2 separate regions of the Mus musculus genome follow, and region 2 is linked to region 1. The links are chromatin contacts, called in public promoter capture Hi-C maps. All regions are on one chromosome and are shown on one strand. Each heading gives the region's core, a stretch centred on a gene start, on an enhancer-like site or on the middle of the called end of the contact. The rest is flanking DNA. Distances are from core to core; before and after follow the strand shown.

What was found. Promoter capture Hi-C pulls out the DNA fragments that hold promoters and counts their contacts.
Region 2: a contact with region 1 is called in a promoter capture Hi-C map of liver, with 6 times the contacts expected there. The contact joins the promoter of A830009L08Rik here to the promoter of Xrcc4 in region 1. A contact is called at or near these places in 2 of 39 promoter capture datasets (hippocampal neurons and liver).

What each region holds. Positions count from the first base shown.
Region 1 is chr13:90,085,247-90,092,151 of GRCm38.p6, forward strand. Xrcc4 (X-ray repair complementing defective repair in Chinese hamster cells 4) reads right to left here and starts at 4,362. Exons shown (of 8, transcript NM_028012.4): 1 at 4,251-4,362. It overlaps Tmem167 (transmembrane protein 167), which reads left to right and starts at 4,421. Exons shown (of 4, transcript NM_025335.3): 1 at 4,421-4,537. The coding sequence starts at 4,535.
Region 2 is chr13:91,383,982-91,390,886 of GRCm38.p6, forward strand. A830009L08Rik (RIKEN cDNA A830009L08 gene) reads right to left here and starts at 4,104. Exons shown (of 3, transcript NR_045161.1): 1 at 3,898-4,104.

The DNA.
Region 1 (6,905 bases), core at 3,112-5,611:
ATAATCCAAAACCCATTCAGGATAAAAGTCTTGGAAAGATTAGAAATTCAAGGCCCATAACTAACCATAATAAAAGCAGCATATATCAAACCAGTAGCCAACATCAAACTAAATGGAGAGGAACTTGAAGCAATCCCAATAAAATCAGGGACTAGAAAATGCTGCCCACTTTCTCCCTACCTATTATTCAACATTGTACTTGAAGTCCTAGCCAGAGTAATTTGACAACAAAAGGAGATCAATGGGTTAAACTTGAAAAAGAAGAAGTCAAAATATCACTATTTGCAGATAATAAGATAGTATATATAAGTGATCCTAAAAATTCAACCAGAGAACTCCTAAACCTAATAAAGAGCTTCGGTGAAGTAGCTGGATATAAAATTAACTCAAACAAATCAGTGGCCTTTCTCTACACAAAGGATAAACGGGCTGAGAAAGAAATTAGGGAAACAACACCCTTCACAATAGTCAGAAGTAATATAAAATACCTTGGCGTGACTCTAACTAAGGAGTGAAAGATCTGTATGATAAGAACTTCAAGTCTCTGAAGAAAGAAATCAAAAAAGATCTCAGAAGATGGAAAGATCTCCCATGCTCATGGATTAGAAGGATCAATATAGTGAAAATGGCTATCTTGCAGAAAGCAATCTACAGATTTAATGCAATCCCCATCAAAATTCCAACTCAATTCTTCACTGAGTTAGAAAGGGCAATTTGCTAATTCATCTGGAATAAAAAAAAAACCTAGGATAGCAAAAACTCTTTCTTCTCAAGGATAAAAGAATCTCTGGTGGAATCACCATGCCTGACCTAAAGCTGTACTACAGAGCAATTGTGATAAAAACTGCATGGTACTGGTATAGAGACAGACCAGTAGACCAATGGAATAGAATTGAAGACCCAGAAATGAACCCACACACCTATGGTCACTTGATCTTTGACAAGGAAGCTAAAACCATCCAGTGGAAAAGACACCATTTTCAACAAGAGGAGCTGACACAACTGGGGGTTATCATGTAGAAGAATGCGAATTGATCCATTCCTATCTCCTTGTACTAAGGTCAAATCTAAGTGGATCAAGGAACTCCACATAAAACCAGAGACACTGAAACTTATAGAGGAGAAAGTGGGGAGCCTTGAAAATATGGACACAGGGGCAAAATTCCTGAATAGAACAGCAATGGCTTGTGCTGTAAGATTGAGATGTAAGATTGACAAATGGGACCTCATAAAATTGCAAAGCTTCTGAAGGCCAAAGACACTGTCAATAAGACAAAAAGGCCACCAACAGATTGGGAAAGGATCTTTACCAATCCTTTATCAGATAGGGGACTAATATCCAATATATATACCTATCAAGAAGATGGACTCCAGAAAACTAAATAATCCCATTAAAAAATGGGGCACAGAGCTAAACAAAGCATTTGCAACTGAGGAATATCGAATGGCTGAGAAGTACCTGAAAAAATGTTCAACATCCTTAATTATCAGGGAAATGCAAATCAAAACAACCCTGAGATTCCACCTCACACCAGTCAGAATGGCTAAGATCAAAAATTCAGGTGACAGCAGATGCTGGTGAGGTTGTGGAGAAAGAGGAACAATTCTCCATTGCTGGTGGGATTGCAAGCTTGTATAACCACTCTGGAAATCAGTCTGGCAGTTCCTCAGAAAATTGGACATTGTACTACCGGAGGATCCCGCAATACCTCTCCTGGGCATGTTCCAACTGGAGCTGAGAGGAAAGGATGGACCATCCAGACACTGCCCCACCCAGCCGTCCATCCCATTATCAGCCACCAAATGCAGACACTATTGTACAGGGGAAACACCAGGGCCAAGAAGTGGGAGTTGGTGGATAGGAAAGCGGGGTGAGGGGTGAGGGTATATGGGACTTTCAGGATAGCATTTGAAATGTAAATGAAGTAAATACCTAATAAAAAATTGGAGGAAAAAAAAGAAACCTCAAATAATATCAGTATCAGAAATCAAAAACAAATGGGAAATGTAGAGAAAGTGGCCTGGCTGCATAAGAAACTAAATGAATTTTAAACTTTTTATTGTATAAATAGCATCTAACAATCAAACAATTTTCCATCATTAGCCCTCCACTCAAGGATGAAAATTCAATGTTCACTATAATGCTTACAATGTATCAAACAGGTTTTAATTATTTATATGTATTATGGCCTAATTTATATGTAACTATGGCCTAAGCTCAATGCACTCTTACAAAAACTATAAATTTCTCATTTTATATACAACTCTGGATTTTATGAAATGAAAATTGAAAATATTCTTCCACATTCAGAGAAGACAATAATGTCTGCATAATTGAATAACACAGTCAAGATCTTTTCTTAACAGTAAATTAACCCATGATGATTAGAAATGAAAATCACAGCAGAGCTACTAGAAGTGGAAATAAAGAAAAGGAATTTAACATGGTGATTACCATTCACTTGCAACAAAAAACACAATCAAGGATTTTGTGTGCCGAATCGCCATGCAGCTTCCCCACAGGTCACACTGGTATATTAATTTTGCTATTTTACATGGATATAATAAATTTTTTATATATGTATATGTATACACACACACACACACGTTCAACTCTACCTCCTGACACTATGTACTTCTATGGATAACTTAAGAATTGAAAAGTGTTGCCAGCAGTGGTGGTGCACGCCTTTAATCCCAGCACTTGGGAGGTACAGGCAGATGGATTTCTGAGTTCGAGGTCAGCCTGGTCTACAGAATGAGTTCTAGGACAGTCAGGGCTATACAGAGAAACCCTGTCTCGAAAAACAAAACAAAACAAAAACAAAGAACTGAAAAGTGTTAATTGCCTCTATTCTAAAGTTGAGATATATAAGAAACTATGGCCTAAATTGCCCATAAATACAACAAACCAATTACCATCTTAAACAACCTTAGCCTCTTTACTAGAGCCTGGACCAGAACCTCATACAGAAACATCAACCTGAAGTGTCAAACAGTAGGACCTAGCAATCTTTATATGAATAGAGTCAGTTATAACATCTACCAACACTTTCACTACTGTAAAACCCAAACTTACTGAGCTCAGAACATATTTTCTACGTCTACATTTGAAACATTCATGGTTAGTCAACTTAAATAGTAAGTATAACACAAAGCAATTTTGAGACTATTCAATGACAATCACTTCTCCTATTGGCCTAATCCCCAGTCCCCCATTCAAATACTCAAAGAAATCCCTTGTCCTGCAGTCTCCTGATACCACTAAGATGCAGATTCTGAACTTGAGTATTTGATCAACAGGTTTAGCAGTTGGGTATAACTGATTTTAAAAATGTAGTAATAATTTCAAATAAAATCTTGGATGACAATGCAGTAATAAACACAATCACATATAGCATAGCACTAGGTAAAAGTACTGTGTTGCCATAAGTACTAGATTCTCATGATTCAGCTAAATAATGGTTAGAAATTAACATATCACATCAGTTTCCTTCACTAAAGCTTTCTATACTTCTTCTAGGTCATTAAGTTAAAGAATGGGTAACATTCTGAATAAATACTAGAGCCATACTGACTAAAGGAAAAAAACAATTATTTAAACACACAGGATTTCCATAATTTTGATACACTTGGAAGAGTGGGGAAAGTGCCCGACTTCAGAATCATTCCAAGAATGTATATAAAATTGAACACATCAGATTACATCTTCCCCGTATCTACAAAACTCATAAAGAGAACTAGAGGTGAAATCGTTTCTCACCCACTGGTTTTATACTAGCCAAATAATCCCCTCGGGAATGGGCCGTTCCTTTCCAGTAGCTACCACAGAGTTCTTTCCCTCTCCCCACGGCCTAGAACGTCTAAGCCCCGGATGTAGAGTGTGCAAACAAGGAGGGGGCCAGCCAAGGCCAGCATTGGCTGGCGGGAGGGGCTGGTGGGTCATCACACTGGACGCAGCCTTTTAAATCCAAGTCTCCACCACAGAGCAGCTCAGCACAGTTCCAAGGAGTCCCTCACGACTGAAAATTCCACGTGACACAGAAAGAGACACTTAGGAAGGAGCCCAACAGGTGCTCACATTGGGAAAACCTTACATCTACAAAAGGCTCAGGGGGTCACAGACAGGGTAAAAAGCACGCACTGCGCAGCTTTAAAGCTAAAATCAGGGACTACAGGAGGTTGACATAGAAAGGGGGGAAAAAATGCATTGCTTCTGGAAAGACACCACAGCCACTTCCGGGCCCTACCTCTCAGTACTCCACTTCCGGTCTTCTAAAAATTGTGGACGCCAGAGATAAACCGATGCGCCCAATGAGAGAATCCGCTAATACCGTGGTTTGCGAGTCGTCGGCCAAGTCCCACCTCTTCCGGTAACAGAAGCCTATCACGGAGTCTGAATGGTGCGGCATGGGCGGAGGCGCCGCGATAGGTCCAACCGGACCGCTGGAGCGAGCGGGAAGCACAGCGGGCCTGCATCCTCTTCCGCCCCGGCCCGGAAGGGTGATGTGGCTGGACCAGCACCGGCCTCACTATGGTAAGAACCTGGGCTTCCTGGCCGCGGTTGAGTTTCTCGGCGGGGCCGCGGCTCGTGCGGGGCGGCGGGGATGGTGCGGGCGCTGTGGGGCGCGGGAGCCCTGGCGCTAGCGTGATTCTCCGGGGATCCGAGGGTGCACAGGCTGGGAGTCATGCGGCCGCGATGCACATCCCGGAGCATCAGGCCAACAGTCCTAGGAAGAACCCGGGTGGTGGACTCGGCCCCTCGCCAAGAGGCCGACTTGCTGCGTTGTTTAGTGTGGAATTACGGTGGCATTCCACTAAGCCGATTGCCATCTGCTACAAATATCTGGACGGATATACACTTTCAAACGCTGGAGTCTCAGTCTCCCCCTTTCCCCTTTCTTTTATGTGTTCCCTGTGTCACCCAACCTGCATCTTTCTGCAGTAATTAATGGATTGCCGGTTTTCTTAACACTAGATACTACTGCTTCCGTTTTACCTGTGGAATCAATGGCGAGATAGGGCCCCTCCCTCATCGTTTTTTCAATTCTAAAGACACTTCTTTGCAAACGAATGTTTTTAATGATTTTAGTTACTGTCTCGAAGGAACTTGAGCCTTACTCGCAGACCACCACTCACTTTGGGAGTTCCTATGCGTGTTATTATTGATTGTTTAATAGTTTAAACCTCAGAAAACCTTACACTATAAATCACAAATAGCAACAACAACAAAGGTCAGGACAAGGAACAGAAAGCCCCTGAGTAAAGTAAACATTAGTAATTAACTTTTAAAGATCTATGAATGCATCTTTTCAGTAGTCTGGTAAATGCAGGAATCTCCCTTCACTATCACTTCAGTGGGTTTAGAAGCCATTTATAACTATATTTCTAGAGAAAGCTTGTTGTGTTATCATCTCAAAATCAGCCAGGACTCTCCCACCCCCACTAGACCTCAAATTCTACGATTAGAAGATACTGAATTTGAGTCCATTAAAGCCTTTTTTTTTTTTTTTACTTCGTACTGCAGATAGTATATTCTTGGTCAAAAGGATGTTAATAAACAGTTACAGAACTTGAAAAGTTGCTTTCTTGCCTATTTACCGAGAAACAAGTAGAATGACTTTGCTCTTAGTCAAAGGTACATTTTACATCCTCTCCTACTTAGATAAAATCAAGATAATTTAAGATGTACAGTATTTTAACTTTTTCCAAAAACAAGCTTTTGTTTACTAGTACTTGATGTGTAGAAGATGTAGTTTCTAAGCATTGTCTTGCTTTAAATTCCTGACTTCTGAGATATTTCCAGGTAAAGGAAGAGAAAAGTAGGGAGCCTGAGTTGTCTAGGATCGGGTACCTAGTAAGTAAAGCCAGGCCTCAGATTTATCTAATGACTCTATGGAGTGGTAACAAGAAAAGTGACTGGTGTGTTCATGAAGATATGCAGTTTTCTGCTCCAGATTTTTTTAACTTATGATTTGTTGAATATATGGGTGTGTAACTGGAATTGGAGGGTTGAAGGGTGAATTATATGTATCCCTATATTTGTAGAATGGCTTTGGAAGGATGTGTGATAGTATTAAATCTGTATGTTTTACTTTTTTAAGTGTTGTGAGAAAAAAAAAAGTGTATGCAATGAATGTTTTATTAGAGATGTTACTGGTCATAAGTTACACATGTTAAATATTAAGTGTAATGTCCAAAAATAATATTGGTTATAAATAACATAGAAGGTAAAGATTAAACTTAGCAGCTCCGTTTGTCTTTATATTCTGGTCCTTGGTCAAGTGTGCCATTAATCACAGAGGAAATCCAAGAAAGGTTTGTGAGAGAAAAGTAAAATGGTAAATTTTTTTACCATAATTCTTATTGTATTAGCAATAAAAATGACAGTACAAAAGAATATGTCTCTATAGTTTGACCTTATGAAAGCATTCCATGAACTTCACTCTGAAAGCCATTGTATAAGGTTAATAGGAATCTAATGTAGATGCAGTGATCTTCTCTCAGAGTACTTAACAGCAAATAAATACTTTGAGTTCCTAGAGACTGTAGTATCTTTATAGTTTAAGTCTAAATTTGGGGGATTGTTTTTTAAAGCATTGAATGATTCAAGTGAGTAACCAGCACCCAGCGTTTAACTTTTCTGTTTTACCAAACAACCTAGATTTCATTTAATATTTTCTTGATTGCAAAGTACATTTTTTCATGTAGGATTTGCTTTTTTCCCTTCAGAATATCTTTTCAATCATTTTATCGAGGTATATGAAGAATTCATTTTTCTAAAACTACTAATCAAATATTGGTTCCACCTTTGGACCAGATAGCTATTGACGCTTCAAGAGATTTATGACCTCTGAACTATAGCTTGACTCACAACCAAAGTTCTGTAGTGGAAAGTAAGAAGA
Region 2 (6,905 bases), core at 2,854-5,353, 1.3 Mb after region 1:
GCTTTTGTTTCTTTGCAAAAACACTTCAGAGAGCTCCCCCTTCCCTTTTCTTTGGTCTATTAAAATGTAAACAGAGAAAGGCAGCCTCTTTTGGTGGGGGGACCTCGACAATGCAGGCATACATAGGCAGATGTAATTATGTGACCCCCCCCTGTCCCAACCACATTTCTATGGCCTCGGAGAACACATCCCACGTTTTATAGGTACAAATGCAAAGCCTAAAAGGCGAGGAAGTATTGCTAATGAGTGGCGAGGGCAGTCAGACGGGGCCTGTGACTTCTTAGCCCTGACTACAGGGCGATCTCAGTCCTTCCCAGCTGGCCTACAGAGAGCTGCACAAGCCAGATTTGTCTTCTTGTCTTACTCTCTCACTAGCTTGTCACAAAATCATTATCCACAGTGTGATCCTTCCACACAGGTACACAGTGTGTTAAGGAGCAAATCATTTGTGGCTTTCAATGTTTATCAGTTCTTGGTGATGAGAATATTAGATAGCATTTCATATGTATATGGTAGGTATAAATAGGTACAGGCATAGATATATATATGATATATATCACATATATATCAGCTTTTTAAGTGCAAAATTCAACTTGTACGTTCATATAAGTAAACTTTTTTTTTTTTTTTTTTTTTTTTTTGGTTTTCGAGACAGGGTTTCTCCATGTAGACCAAGCTGGACTCAAACTTAGAAATCCACCTGCCTCTGCCTTCCAAGTGCTGGGATTAAAGGTGTGCAACAGCACCACCCCGCTGACAAGTAAACATTTTTAATGTGGAATAAGTTCCACCACTTTTGAAAAAATGTTGCATGGGGCAAACAAAAAACCCTTTCTTGGCACACTGCAATTTTGGGGGCCCTGTGTGACCTCTAACATATATAATTAGGATAAAACAGAAAACTCTTGTAGTGATATCATCCAGTGGGATTCGGCTTGATTGTGTGTTCACATTCACGGTCCCGCTTCTCCTCTGCAGCAGAGGGAAATTACTCACCCACACTCTAATCACTCTTTTATTTATTTTTCAATGTTGAGACAGGGTCTCACCCTGTAATCTCGGCTGGCCTGGAACTCACTCTATGTATCAAGCTGGCCTCTAACTCACAGAGATGTGCCAGCCTCTGCCTCCTGAGTCGTGGGATTAAAGGTCTGCACCACCAGGTCCTCTTACTTTAAATAGGAAACAAATATCTGGCCATTGGAATCTTTGCAAATTCATACAGTTCACATCTTGAAAGTTTGCTTCGAGCTGGGGGTAAGGCTCAGTGGTCAGTGCATGTTTAACATGAACATTGTCCTGGGCTTCTTCCTCGGCACCGACAGAAGTCCATGTTGTGTCATTAGTATTTTGTACTCCTTTGAAAGGTTAATTGACAGAATTATATTATCCATGAAGCCAGCTTTTATTTATACTTAATGATCCCAACATGTATGTGTTTTGAGCAAGGGACAGATTTTTCCTACAGGACAATAGCTACTACTTATGGATGCCACCTCTCTGTCATTTTCACTCCAGGAAGACTCCCATTTAGCTTCTTTAATTCTTGAATGCTGTTCTGTACGGATGAGAGAACAGGCTCAGAACCATAGCACGTCTTGCCAAAGTAGTGGATGTTAGAGCCAAGAATTAAACACGTGTGGGGGGCAGGCTCCAAGGCATACTGCTCTTTAATTCTTCAACACTGTGGTGTCTATAATTCCATGTCTACATGCTGTTAAGGTCCCCAGGACGGGCTACAAACACTACTGTATCTGTAATAAGCTTCAGGACTATATTTCTAGTAGTGAGCTTCTAACAAACCCTGCCCAGTATGGTTATATATCTTAAAAATAAAACCAAACAACAACAGCCAAAAAAAAAAAAAAACCCAAAACCAAAAACTTCCTTAATTTCCTGTAGGAAGAATAAGCTTACTTCTCACATGATGCATAGATACATTCTCAGTGAGACATACCCAACATATCCAAGCAGCACGGTCAGCAACGGAACAGGGGCAAAATGTTTTGGCCTTTTTCCCCTTCTCTTAGTCCTGTTCTTCTTTCTGTCCTTGGCTCTATATTGTTTGGCTTGTTTCTCCTAGAGGGTTTTTGTTTAAAAAAAAAAAAACCAAAAAAACACACCTATACACATTATAAACCCAAGTAAAATGTACTTAGCTCTGTCCCATTGTAAGTGAATTCACAAATGTCAACAGGCTTCAGCTGCATTCTTACCATGTCCCAGAAGCTGTGGACCCATTTGAAACCCACCACAAGGGCTATTTTTATGTAGAAAGAAAACTGGGACTGGGGCAAAGTTCAAGGCCAAGGTGGGATAGTCTGAGTGATGGGGAGACAAGAGAAGGCCCAGAGATCATGAGAGTGTGCTGTAGTGAGAGACAGAGGAACATAGCTGGTGAGCCTGGCTGCTGTCAACATCACCTGGAGAAACTTGGAAAGTCTTGATATCGTGGGCCCCCTGACGAACTACATTAGATTTCTAGTACTGAGCCCAGATATCATCTGTTTAATAGCTCTCCAAGTGCTTCTAATGTGAGCTATAGAACCACAGACATGCTGGAGTCCAGCTGGGGCTGGGCTCAGGTCCCAGCTCTGCCAGGAAAGTAGCTACCTGCTCTTTGGAAAGTTACTTAGTGTTCCTAGGCCTCATCTGTAAAATGGAGACACGACTCTTAGCTCTTTTGTGCTCTCTCCTTTAGGCAATGTCTTTTTAGAGGCAGGGTTATGCTTTCTGGGAGAGGTGTCAGTGAGATGAGGGGAGGGCCTTAAAGCTGTGTGGTTTGCCAGGCAGGTGGAAGGCAGTGTTCCCCCTCTTCCTTCCAGCATCACTGTACATCTCCCCCCCCCCAACACCCTGCCCTGACCATTGTTTCACGGACAAATTGAATGAGTACTCTTCTTTCTACTTTTCTGAGAAGGTAAAAGCACCATCATAGAAGCTGACATGGCAGGGCAGAGGCTGGTCCTACAGGGCAATGGGCTTCCCAGGCATAAAAGTACTATTTTATAGGAAAGATTTCAATTTTTTCAAGCCTACAAGGGCAGGTGGATGGAAAACTTTTAATTAACCTATTCAATTATAAAACAGTCATTGTAAGACTTTATATAAGCCATATAATATTAAGTTAATAATTTGAATAGTTTTATATCAATATTATTCCTGGGTTTTGTTTGTTTTTCCATTTTGTTCTTGTCATTTCGCTCTATTTGCTTTTTGCACGTCCATTTGTTTTAGATGACTCCTCAGTTCAAGTTTAGAATGAGATCCTAAAAACTAAAGATCTTTCAGTCCAACACTCGGCATATTTAAAGACCTTGATTCATTAGCAAATGAAGCTAACAAAGGCAACACGATAGCAACAGCTAAATCTGTAACAATAAGGCGCATCATTTCAGTAGCATTAGACTTAGTGCTAGATATAGAAAGCTGATCATCCTGACCCGGACATAGCAGCATGGCTTCATATAATCTGAGGTGCTGAGGCAGGAAGCTTCTGAGTTTGAGGCCAGCCTGGGCTCTATAACCTACCTGTCAAAAAACAAACGATGGGGAAAGTAGAGGAAGGGAAAGAAGGATAGAAAATTGGGAGAGGGGAGAAATGGAAGAAAGACAAAGGAGGAGAGAGAGGGATACAGAGAGAGGGAGGGAGGGGAGTAGGACGGGAGGGGGGGGGGAGCTGCATTCCACATGTGTCAGAAGTGAGAATCATGCAGATGCTGGAGGTCCTCTAGGTCTGCTTTTTCCTGGCTGAGTTCATTCATCAGTGCTAACATAGGGACTCCAGGATCCTAAGTCTTACAAGCTTGAACAAAAGTAGCCTTAAAAATTAAAAAAAACAAAAGTTCTAGAGAAATATGGCCATGGGGGGGTGAGGTTATAATAACTGTTACTTACATAAATAGATCATTTTATTGGGCTGGTTAATGATTCCCATGTGTCCTTCAGAAACGCTCTGTCATCTTCAGTGACGGCCACTTCAGCAATTAGAGAAGAGAAAGTGACGAACTCAAGGTTTCCTCATCAGTGAGCTCAGCCAATAAGCCAACAGAGGGCTCAGTGGCCATTACTGACCCTCCCCGGAAAGCTTCCAGCTCGAAGACTGAAGAAGCATGGCGCAGACACACAGCAGTATAATTCAAGCGACTAAAATAAACTCAGCGAGCTTGCCTCATCTCTAAACACTGCATACATTTAGGTGCTATTTTGACAAGAGAGCATGGTGGCTTTTTAAGAATTTAATTTTTCAAACTCGGGTACAATTCTTTTCTTCTAACAGCATCACCCTGTGTCTGTGTTGGCTCCTCGTGAGATCATTATTAAGAGAATTGAATTATTGTTCTGTTCAAATGACCTGTGCATTCAACAATGTGTGCTGGGCTCCAGAAAGAAGTGTTTTATGTATTATTGGGAGATGGCCATCTGTGGCACAAACCAGGCCTCCCAACATGCAGAAATGCTACAAGATAGTTTCTGTTCGGTTTTATCTATGATCTGAATTCCATTTATAAGCTTTTTTCAGCCACTTGTCAACACTGTTCACTATAGCAACACTGAAAATGGCCAGGAATGAACAGATTTATCAAAGCTCTGTGAGGTTGGACTGTATGTTTCAATTATTGTATATTGGATTTTTATCATACATTTAAAATTTTTGTCCACAAAAATAGCAACAATGTCATAAAAATGGAAGTAGTTTTCTTTGATCAACTTCCAATTATTATAAGACACAAAATGAACATGCTAGATTTCGTGACTTTTATTAGATAATGGGTCTCACATTATATATGTATATTTTAAATATAACATTATCTGTCGATGCCAAGAAATGTGGATTAATTTTTTTTCAACTCTGAAAAACATTTTTCTTCCCTTTCCTGCATATGTAATGGAACAGCATGGCAGTGTGTAAAATTAAATTTTAAAATTGTAGAATATATTTAAACCATAGCCTCCCAACCTTTCTCTATCTTTTTAAAAGTAAACTTTTGATAATACTAGGGGCATGTTGGACCAAATACATGTTTTTATATAAAGCAATTATACCCAGTTATCTCTATCAGAGAATTAAAAGTCTTTTAGGAATCTTTTGCTTGGTGGTTTTATTGTTTTACTGATGCCTTGGTTAACATTAAGTATCTCTTCTGTAATGAAGTATTAAATTTTCAAGTGGAATATAGTGTTTACAAGCAAGATTTCTTCCAACCTTCCTTCTCTCTCCCTCTCCCTCCCCCTCCTCTCTCTCTGTCCTTTCTTTGTACAAAATCACGTCTATGCTGAACATATCACTTTAGAACTGAAATTAATGTAGATTTTTATTTCATTTGTGGGAAGGATACTTGTTAGAAAAGGCTGACTTACATCAACAGACAGACGGAAAGGTTAATGACCTTCACAGAAGTGCCCCTGGACTCATCTTCATCAAAGAAGGAGGAATAGTGGTGGCACTCAGTAAGGGCACCTAGCTCCAGCTGAGGGCTGAGGACTTTTTCTGTGGCTCCCCTAAGTGCTCCCTCTGTGGGCACTGTGTCACTTGCTCACTGGAGAAGCAAGAACTTCAGAACCAGAGATCTGCCCAAGGTCACTTGCTAAGACTTACTTTAGATCCATGGGGACTCCTAATACTGGACAATGTGGAACAGGTGGAAACCCTTCCACAGAACTTGGGCAGGTCACAGGGAAGCCCTAGCCATAGATGGCTGTGACCAGCACCGCTTCTGAGCTAAAAACAACCCAACTAGGTGGTACCACTTTTCCTAGAACTGGCTGTGGTCCAGAACAGCTCAAGTCCCCATATCTTCTCCTACCCAGTGCATTCTGGTGCACTTTGCTTCTCCGGGTAGATATAGCTTCATTCCGTTGTTTGATAATTCATCCAATGACATGGTTCCTGTTGTTTAGGGACACACAGCTGCAATATACAACGAAGTGTCTCCATCCTGACCTCAGGGTTTTTGCTGCTGTTTTGGGGGGAATCCCCAATAGAACTGACCATAGAGCCTCATCCAAAGAGGTTAGCTGGCAGCCCTCAGTGGTCAGAAACAGAGGGCTCTGAACAGCAGGGAACACATTATTCTTAGAATTCTGGGGTTTGGACAAGAGCATTTGTTGTTATTGTTGTTGTTGATGCTGCTGTTGTTTTGTTTGTTTGTTTGTTTGTTTGTTTTCAGACAGGGTTTCTCTGTGTAGCCCTGGCTGTCCTGGAACTCACACTGTAGACCAAGCTGGCTTCAACTCAGAAATCCTCCTGCCTCTGCCTCTCAAGTGGTGTGATTAAAGGCATCTACCACCTCTGCCCAGCAGACAAGAGCATTTGGAAAGCATTGGTTGGGCAGAAGTGAGTGGAGACTGAGTTATACTCCAGGATGTAGGGTATGGAGCCCATGAGAAGGAGGCCTGAGGATTTCCTGGGAAGATCGGCTTAGGGCTCATTTTGTTTGGTTTTGGTTAGCAGCTTTCATCCTATGCATCTCTGTACTTTATCTTTGAGTGACCTTAGTGTGACCATGAGCTTGTGCAGCACCAAAAGCTTGACAGTGCTTACAGGGTCATTCAATAAACACAGCTTCCCATGGTGGCATATCTTTCCCTGTTCCCTCCCCTATCCTTGGTGTGTTTGACCATAATGGGATAGTGCTTAGGAGTCCTTTCTTTGCTAGTGACAGAAATCCAACTAAAATCTTGAGGAAAAAAAGGAGCTTGGGTGGGGTTGTGCATGGTGGTGGGAGAGGAGGTGGCATAGAAAGAGACTGACAGAGGCCACAGAACTGAAGAGATCCTCGCACAACCGAAATAGTTTTAAGTCTCGCTCACAGGTAGCAGGGCCTTCTTGCTCGCACTGTTTCCATCCTGCCACCCTTTGTCTTTAGTCTTCTCCCTCTCACATGTTCTTTCCTGGGTGGGAG